Regions from separate parts of the Triticum aestivum genome. Here region 1 is linked to region 2. A link is a contact called in public Hi-C data. All regions are on one chromosome and are shown on one strand. Each heading gives the region's core, a stretch centred on a gene start, on an enhancer-like site or on the middle of the called end of the contact. The rest is flanking DNA. Distances are from core to core; before and after follow the strand shown.

The links. Hi-C and Micro-C count contacts between places; a contact is called where the count stands out from the background.
Region 1: a contact with region 2 is called in a Hi-C map of leaf, with 7 times the contacts expected there. The contact joins the promoter of LOC123102839 here to the promoter of LOC123102837 in region 2. A contact is called at or near these places in 2 of 5 Hi-C or Micro-C datasets (both in leaf).

Annotation. Positions count from the first base shown.
Region 1 is chr5A:227,007,556-227,012,378 of IWGSC CS RefSeq v2.1, forward strand. It overlaps LOC123102839 (SWI/SNF complex subunit SWI3C homolog), which reads right to left and starts at 3,011. Exons shown (of 9, transcript XM_044524274.1): 1 at 2,710-3,011; 2 at 2,071-2,607; 3 at 1,404-1,969. The coding sequence starts at 2,737.
Region 2 is chr5A:226,643,402-226,648,639 of IWGSC CS RefSeq v2.1, forward strand. LOC123102837 (amino acid permease 4-like) reads left to right here and starts at 1,789. Exons shown (of 1, transcript XM_044524272.1): 1 at 1,789-3,907. The coding sequence starts at 2,119. The coding sequence ends at 3,543. LOC123106783 (a long non-coding RNA gene) reads right to left here and starts at 1,010. Exons shown (of 3, transcript XR_006451484.1): 1 at 793-1,010. It overlaps LOC123102838 (aspartic proteinase Asp1), which reads right to left. Exons shown (of 9, transcript XM_044524273.1): 7 at 5,214-5,238; 8 at 5,025-5,112; 9 at 4,664-4,946. The coding sequence ends at 4,835.

The DNA.
Region 1 (4,823 bases), core at 1,761-4,260, 370 kb after region 2:
TGTTGTTGTACCATAGCATTCTCCAATGAATTACAACATATTATAGAATAAATGTTAATGATGAGCAGCATACAAAGAAAATAGTCCATGTATGTACAGGAACTGAAATGTTAGCTGATCAATTCTTATCCTAGGGTGATTCATATATTGCACATCAGCCGGTCATCTAAAAGGAAATCTACACCATTTAAGCCTTCCATTTCCTAGGAAGGATTTGGCCATGGAACTTACTAATTGCAGTACCCCCCCCCCCCCTCTATTTCATTTCTTAGGGCAACAACCCCCCCCCCCCCCCTCCCACCTCTCTCGATAAGGGTCCTTCTGATTCACAGGATTCCAAAACACACGGATTATAATGACATGCCAACTTGAGTCCTACAGGATTTTGTTTGCCATAATGTCTGTTTGATTGCAGCACATGAAAAACAAAGGATTCTTTTAGCTGGTGGATGGAAAATTTCCAATGAAAGGTAATGTAGTGCAAAGGAATCCTTAGAAAGAGATCCCACAGATCAAACAGGCCACGTGAGAACATTTTCTAACCATTCTGATCCTCCAAAATTTCCATGAAAACCAATTAAATCAAAGAGGCACTAAGTGATTCTCCTGCAAAACAATAGAACCATCCGAGGTAGTGGATCCATCCCTACTCCTAATTCCCCTCCTATCAGTTGAGGCTCAAAGTGCAGATAATGATTCAGGACCAATTAATCATGATAATGATATTGCAGTTATATGCACTTCAAAATGATGTTTTCAGAATGATGAACTATGAAAATTTCATTTCAAGAGATACTAGCTGGATGATGCTTTATACAGGTTCAGGTAAGTTTAGTGACTGAAGACCGCCATAAATATCCAATGTAATTCTTTTACCATGAATGTCCAATGTAATTCTTTGTTGTAAGAAAAACATATGTTGCAATTATATAATAAAATAGAATAATTGTTTGATTATTGGCATTTTCAAAATGTAGGGGCACACATTGTGTTTAGCACCAGGGCCTCAAATTCTTATGTGCAGCCCTGTATGACTAACATGATAATTGTCACTTTACAAAGCAAGTATACATTGATAATTTGCAACACGGTGATACTCACTGATACTCTTTTAATCAAACCATTCTATCGAGCCCTCGGTACTTAAAATTGCAAATGAGCTTAAGAGTTGAAATGTACCCTTCAAGCATACTCATGTGGTAAACCAATACTAAATTTTCAATGTGAGAAAATTAATAATATGGAATCATTCTACAAAAGAACCCAATCAATTAAAAATGTGAAGAGAATTGCATAAACAACAGTTCTGACGATGTGGAGAAAGATTTTCTCTAAAAACGTGGATAAATAATCCCATATATGGAGAACGGGAAAAAAATTCATAGTGTTATAATTGTACGCACCTCCTTTTGTGATTCATAGTGCAAACTGGGCAAAGGTTGTGAACAATAACTACAGAAGTTCTCAGACAGCCTCTCCCAAATCTTTTCGTCCAAGTCTGCAAAGCCAGTATCACCATTTGGCACCTCCAGAGCAGACGAAGTTGATGCCACAGAAGCGATATCCTCTGCTCGGGCACTGCATTTTGGCCGATCAAACAAAATCAGACCATCAATTGACTTCAATGGTGCAGACGCCAGCTGCAGCTCCCCTGTTTGCTCCTCCCTGATTAAAGATGATGCCAGCCTCAAGCCCCGGTGCACAGATCCAGCCGCGAGGTAATTAATAATCCCCCAAGTGTCCAAGAACCTGACTATCCGACTCAGGTCATACAATTCAGCCGTGCTTGTAACAAGCCCCTGGCACTCAGCAAATGCAAGTCTCCTTGACGGGCGCTCCAAATACTTCACAATCACCTTATTCCTCAGCATTATGTACTTCTCTGGTGTATGCCCTGGGGACTTCCCTGAGAAGAAATGTGGCACCACCTGCCTCTCCAACCTGTGTACAGTCGCCGGCGAGAACCAATCTGCAAATTGCAAATCATCCCACATGACCAACAAATGAGAATTAACAATTTGCTCCACAATTTTAGCTTGCTAGAAAGCATCATTGGCGTCAAGAACAAACCTGCGTGTCTGGGGACGACGAGTAACTTGCTGTAGAACTGCTTGGGCACGCCTTGGCATTCCATGAGTGGAGGCACGGTGCAGACATAGGAGGACGGCTTGTCAGGGTCGTTGGACAGGGATGGGTGGTCAGGGAGCATGGCTGCTAGCACCTGGAGCTGCCCGTGCGAAATGTTCTCCAGCGCGGGTGCAGGCGGAGCCGAAGCACAGCTGGCACCAGCCGCCAAGGCACGATCAGCGGCGATAACTGCAAGCACAGAGGGATGGAGCCGGCTGATAGTGCGGCGGGTAGCCGAGGGGAAGCCAGAGACGGGCTCCGCTGAGGAGAGCACCTCCGCCTCCCGGAGGTCGGGCACGGTGTCGTCATCACCGCCACGGGCGCCTAGGGTTTCGCCCCCGTTGGCGGAGCCGTGGAGCGCGTCGTCTTCGTCGTTCGCCGCTGCGGAGTCAGAGTCGTCGGAGTGGTCGGCCCCGCCGGACTGCTTCGATGGGGAGGTGTCCTGTGAGCGCTTCCGCTTCCGCCACTTGAGCTTCGCATCTGGGAGGGAATTAGGGTTTTCGGGAGGGAAGGGCGGCGTCAGTGCGGGAGAAGGGGCTCGTTCCGGAGAATTGCGAGGTGCGAAGGGGTTGGGACGCGTACCTGAGGAGGACGAGGCCTTGCGAGGCATCGTCGCCGGCGCCGGCGGAGGCGGAAACGGTGGTGGAAGCTTGGACTGTGTGCCCGCGAGTGAGGGGGGCCACGGCGGGGCGGATAGGCACGTGCGAGAGGAGTGAGGAGGAGATTTGAGCTCTCTTGTCCGAAATTTTCACTCCATCCTACAGCTCTCCCTCTGAATTCTGAGATCCGAATACCTTAGCAGTGCGTTTGGATGCCCAATTGAGATGCCTGAAATGGAACTGGTATTCTCCAAATTGCAATTCAGCTGTTTGGCTGCAGTCTGAATTGTCGCTTGGAAATAAGACCTAAATTCAGCATTGTATTTTCTTCCATCAAACCTCTTCGTTCCACAATACTGAGCCCTTGCACTCCAATTTAATCCGAATTGACCTTTCCCGCAAAACATACCCCTTCGCTGCCTTATCCCCTCCTTCCTCGGGCAAAAAGAAAAAAAAGGGAGGAACAGGGGCGACCACCAGGGAGCTCGGCCGCCACCACCAGAGATCTCGGCGGCAAGTCCCACGGATCTCCGCGGCCGCACCGAGGTCCGATTCGGCCCCACTCCCTCCTCCTCTTCCCATCTCCTTCCACGCTCCTTCCTCTCGTTCCCATCCCCGTCCGCATCTCGGGGGCCACCACGAGGGCCTCGGCGGCGGCCACAGCAGGACCGCGGCGGCGGAGGCGCCAGTTCTCCAGTCCATCTATTTCTCGTTCCCTCCTCACATTGTCCACGTCCCCAACCACCAGGACCACGACAGCCACCACCAGGGCTTCGGTCGCGGAGGCGCAGGTCTCCTATGGCCAACCCGCCTGGTGCTCTTCCTTCTCCCTCTCGCCAGTCGGCCTCGTGCTCTACCTTCTCCCTCTCGACACAGTCACTCAGGCAACAGCGGGATTTACTTTCTCCAATCTTGTACATGTAACTTGGTTCATTCCCTTTCTCTTCTATGTTAACTAAATTTTTTGTTTATATATTGTGCAGATCTATGAACTGTGCGTCAATCTGCAAGCCAAGTGAAGGTATATGGCAGAAATCCCCTATGTTTTCTATTCATTTGTGCATGTGATGTCTTGCTGCATTGTTTAAATCCTAGATAATCGAATTGTGCAGCTCAATGTCGGATCAATTGGAGTTGGTTGAGTGGATAAATGAAGAAAATAAAAGACGGGAGAGGAAAAGAATTGTTCTGACTAAATTGTTTGTTGAAACATGTGCTTTTGCATTAGCCTTTGTTACTACACAACGGAATAGGGGACCTAGGAACTTTTAATGATGATGAGGACAAGATTAGGAATAGGAAACATTTGCTTAAATGCATGTACTCCCTCCGTCCCAAAATTTTTGTCTTATATTCGTCTAGGTACGGATGTATCTAATACTAAAACGTGACTTGATACATCCGTATTTAGACAAATCTAAGACAAGAATTTTGGGACGGAGGGAGTATGATGGATCTACAATGGCATGCTATGATCAATTGCGCCTAACTAAACGAAACTTTCATGACCTTTGCACCATGTTACGGGAGAGATGTGGCCCTCGTGATAGTGTATATGTGACCGTGGAAGAGAAAGTTGCAATGTTTTTGCTTGTAGTTGGTCATAGTATTAAGACGAGGATGTTGTGTGGCACCTACAAGCGTACTTTATGGACCATCAACACACACTTCTTTGTTGTCCTAAACGCCCTACTCTCTCTACATGGGGAGTTCATTAAGCTACCTTCCTCTACCTCTCAAGCTCCTGATGATTACAAATGGAAGTGGTTTGGTAATGCACTTGGATCACTAGATGGTTGTCATATTGACGTGCTTGTTGATGTGGCTGACCAAGGAAGGTATAGGAACGGAAAGCAAGCCATTACCACTAACATGCTAGGTGTTGTTGATTGGAACATGAAGTTTCTTTATGTGTTACATGGCTCGGAGGGTTCAGTTTCAGATTCGAGAGTTTTGCGTGATGCAATGAGGGTGAACCGCCAAGATGCTTTGTTGTGCCTAAGGGTACGACTCTTACTCTTGGCATGTAGTTTCTTTGACTTGATTGTTAGTTAACTAACTTATTGATATAGGGAAATATTATTTAGTTGATGCTGG
Region 2 (5,238 bases), core at 539-3,038:
TCATACTAAGCAATATGGCAAACTGTATGATCCAGAGAGAGTTGCCACGTTTTTATTAAGTGACATGGCAACTGACGGATTGCAGGTTAGAGGAACTTGCCATGTTCGTACTAAGCAATATGACAAGCTGTTCATATACAGCTCCAGAGAGCGGTTACCATGTCTGTATTCAGTAATATGGTAAGTCCATAAGAGGGAGTTGCCATGTTCTTATTCAAAAGTTGAGGATCAAGAACAAATTGCTATGATTGCGTACATTGACATAGCAAAACCGCCATAAGCCTAACATTCCAGAGACACGCTACATAACAATTTCTGCAAGATCTCGAACAAATGTTTGCACTAAAACATTCTAAATCAAGGGTTCATACATAACGAACAAATCAACCAAAATCAAAGCACTACGAATGAACATGTACACTGTCAAAACTCTGAACTCAAGCCAACTAATGGCTACACCGCGGGGAGCACCCCCAGCAACAAGAACCGACATCTCGTACCATTCCACCGCGGATTCGCCCAAAAATGGCCACGGAATCACAGAGGTGCATCGGGGGAACAAAAAATTGCGCGGCGTTGTGGTGTAGATTGCCACGGGTGGAATGCAACTGCGGCTATCCTATCTACACGGCGGGACTCCCCGGCGATGGGGAACAACATCCTGCACCCTTCCGTCGCGGATTCACCATGGAACCGCAGCGGGGTCGAAAGAGAAGCGCCAACAAGATGAAACGCGAGCAGCGAGGGGTTAACTGAGCGAAAATGAAAGCAATGAGGGATTCGCGCGGTTACCTCAACGCGGCTTCGGAGTCGACAAGGTGGATCGGTTGAGTGGGGACTCCCGACGATGGGGACCGACCTCCATGACACTTCCGCCGCGGTTTCGCCGAGAAGTTGCCGCTGAATAGCCTCCCAACGACCCAACTGCCGCCACGAGAGAGGCAGCGCGCAGTCGAATGCGGTGGGGATAAATGAGTAACCGGCGAGGGTGACAATAGTGGGTGAGTGGGCGTTCGGGCAAGCAGCGGTTCCACCGCACGACCCTGTGTGCTGACGTCGCTGACGTGGCATTAGAGCCAGGTGAGTTGCTATAAGATTCGCACAACCAGAATGTACAAAGATCAACATGTTTGGACCAAGTTGCTTCGTGTCACATGTATGACACTTAGTGGGTGAACTTTTTGTAAAAAGTTATATTTTCGCTACTTTCTAACAAAGGTCATATTTTACCCTAAAAAGAAGGTCAGATTTATCTTCTTTTTTACTACGAAAATGCTAAACCTACGAAGGGCCTGTAAGTCTACGAAACATGCGAAACTAATCTACCCCCCCCCTCCGGATTTTCAGGGGGTGGGCCCCAGCCTCTTCTAACAACCAATCCTAATCTTCCACAATGGTTATTACGTAAACGTGCGTAGCTTTCTTACGTAAGTCTAGCATTACTCTTTTAACTATTGCAATCAGACACTTTTGGTTTCTCTCGAAACTCTAGCTTTTTTGTCGAGCCGGATAGCTTCTCATTTGCTATGGCTTGGACCTTTTATGACGGATCTCGGCGCACAGACTCCTTTTTCTATATTTTTAGAGAGAGACAATTAATATATGATCTATGTGAAGCTGCTACAGGTATGCGAATGATGCATAATTACTTTTGCATTAGAGGAGTAGCCGCCGATCTACCTTATGGATGGATCGATAAATGTCTAGATTTCTGTGATTATTTTTTATGCGGAGTTGTTAGAATATCAACAACTTATTACACAGAATCGACACATGTCATTCTGAAATGGCATCTAATTTTGCATCTTGCCTTCTTCCTCCTTTTTCTGTGTTGGCATTTCGCCGAGCAGTTGTCGTCCAACCGCCCATTCGAGGAGAGCACGTCCATGGACGACGAGAGCACAGGGGCTCGAGGCGACGCCGTTGGACAGGTGCACGCAACTAAAAGCTGGAAGGCGCCAACGGCAATTCCCCTCGTCTTCCTCTTCAATTTCTCGAACTCGCGTCCCTCCTTCCTGCCGGAGGCACTGAACAGAAGCGAGAGTGCCACTGCGATTCGGTAAAGCATGTACACTTCGTGTGACTCGTGAATCCAAGCCACCAAACCCGAGCCTCGCAATGGTGCACATCCAGCCGCTCGAGGTGTCTGTCGAGGCCGGCAACCTCGCCGACCCCGCCGCGGCCGCGCTCGATGACGACGGCCGCCCGCGCCGCACCGGCACCGTCCTCACCGCAAGCGCGCACATCGTCACCGCCGTCGTCGGCTCCGGCGTCCTCTCGCTCGCCTGGGCCACCGCGCAGCTCGGCTGGGTCGCGGGTCCCACCACCACGGCGCTCTTCGGCGGCGTCATCTACTACAGCTCCACGCTTCTCGCCGACTGCTACCGCACCTGCGACCCTGCCGCCGGCACCCGGAACCACTCCTACATGGAGGCCGTCCGAGCCATCCTCGGCGGCGCCAAGGTGAAGTTCTGCGGCGTCATACAGTACACCAACCTCGTCGGCATCACCATTGGCTACACCATCGCCGCCTCCATCAGCTTCCATGCCATCACGAGGGCCAACTGCTTCCACGACAAGGGGCACGACAACGCGTGCCACAGCTCCAGCACGCCCTACATGATCGGCTTCGGCGCCGCGCAGATGGTCTTCTCTCAGATACCCAACTTCGATCAGATACGGTGGCTCTCCGTCGTCGCCTCCGCCATGTCCTTCACCTACTCCGGCATCGGGCTCGGGCTCGGGATCGCCCAGACCGTGGCCAACGGCGGGTTCCGAGGCACCCTCACCGGCGTCGCCATCGGCACGGCGGGCGTCACCGTGATGCAGAAGCTGTGGCGCGTCCTGCAGGCGCTGGGCAACATCGCCTTCGCCTACTCCTTCTCCAACGTGCTCATCGAGATCCAGGACACCATCAAGGCGCCACCGCCGTCGGAGGCAGCCGTGATGAAGAAGGCCACGGCGCTGAGCGTGGCCACCACCACGGCGTTCTACGTCATGTGCGGGTACATGGGCTACGCGTCCTTCGGCAACGGCGCGCCGGACAACCTCCTCACCGGGTTCGGCTTCTACGAGCCCTTCTGGCTGGTGGACGTCGCCAACGCCGCCATCGTCGTGCACCTCGTCGGCGCCTACCAGGTCTTCTGCCAGCCCATCTTCGCCTTCGTCGAGCGCTGGGCCGCCGCCAGATGGCCAGAGAGCGGCTTCGTCACGCGGGAACTTGGGGTGGGGCCGTTCGCGGTGAGCGCGCTCCGGCTTGTCTGGCGCTCGGCGTTCGTGTGCCTGACCACCCTGGTCGCCATGGCGATGCCATCCTTCGGCGCCATCGTGGGGCTCATGGGCGCGCTCTCCTTCTGGCCGCTCACCGTCTACTTCCCCGTGGAGATGTACATGAAGCAGCGCGCCGTGGCGCGCGGGAGCGCGAGGTGGCTCTGCCTCAAGGCGCTCACCGTCGCCTGCCTCGTCGTGTCGGTGGCCGCCACCGTGGGATCAATCGCCGGCATGGTCGGCGCGTTCAAGGTGTTCCGCCCTTTCAGTGGCTAGTAGGAGTAGTATGGTGTCATCAAGTACGTATACTTCAGTATAGGGAATTCCTCATTACGTATGCATTGATGGTGCAGACTAATGCATTGACGCTTGTCAGTTGTCATGGCGCGTTTGTAATTGTTTTTTCTTTTTGAAAAGGGGACTTCTCGGCCTCTGCATCAGAACGATGCATACGGCTACTTCAATAAATAAAATATGTTCAACAAAGTCATAGAGTCTTCAACAAAATAAAGGCGAGATCACAAAGAACCTCGAAGCTATACCAAGAAAAGGCCAAAGAGCCACAACCAGCTGGTAAAATAAAGATAGGAAAACTAATTGCCTATCCTATTACATGACCGCCAACCAAACCGATTAAAGATATCCCGCGCTACCATCTCACACCGGACAGATCCAGTAACCAAACGCTCGCTGGCCTCCGTCGGAGTGAGTAAGGACCACATACGGATCAGCGCCGTAGCACGGAATATAACCTGCAAAAATTGAATAGTAGTTATTTTGTTAAAAACCAAATCATTTCTGCAGTTCCAAATTGCCCGTAACAACGCATACACTCCTACATGAATATATCTAGCTGTATCGGACTCTATCCCATCCAGCCATGTTCCAAATAACGACCCGATCGTACTCGGAGAAGTAATGTTAAAGGCGATTTGCACGGTGCGCCACAGAATTCTCGCCAAAGGACAGTCAAGGAAGAGATTTGTAATTGTACTGGAGACGAAAGTTTGGTGGTTTCATTCTTTGACCATGGAAAATAACCACATGAATTTTGAAGAGAAACATCAGAAGATGAACCGTTATACAAATTCTATCAACGAATAACTTTAGATGTGAAAAATGTCAGTTCCGAAACATGGTGATTTAACTGGAAGCATCACAAACTTCGCCAAAGACTAACACACAAAGAACAATTCTACAGATTATACTGAAATAAACTGACTGGCATTCAAGGGCAGGTTCAGTTGCTCAAGTTTCAGTTCTTGAAGTTCCGAAAGCCAACTCCAGAAATACCTGCAACGCAGTCCAGGTTAATTTGCAAGAGAGCCATTCCTCATCCGCCATATGCTCCATATAAAACATCTCAAGTAATCACAAGAAGTAGTAACATCTGTGCTTCATAAGAACGGAATAATTATATATTTCATATGCACATGGCGATGATTACAGGCTACCAGATTTTTTTTTCTCTCTTTTCTAAAGAATACACGTTCCTAACTTCGTGTATAGAGCCTCCCTGGATGATTATTTTTGTCCATCCATCAACCCAATGGCCTCCCCTTGTTATTCACTCTTTGTACGAACGGTAGTAAGCTGCACATTCTTCATTCTGAATACCAAAGATGCTGGGGAACTGGGGCCAACAATAACCTTCCTCAAATCCATGAATGGTATTTTCACTGTTTGAATAAACAGAAGAGAATTAAGGGTATATATGTTCAGGTGTGTGAAATGATCACAGAAGGGAAGATCCGAACTTGGGGATTCTATCACAGGGTGCTCGGATCCATCCAATCTGCCCTCTCTCATTGTCATATATCACCATCTGATCCTGCATTGTAATATCTGCAACAAGAGAGAAGTAGCATCATTTTGCTGTACATGATTTGAAAGAGATCATGGACTTTCAAGCTATGTTGCTTGGTTGTTATGCCTGAACTTCCTACCTCCAACAATGTTCAGATCCTTGAG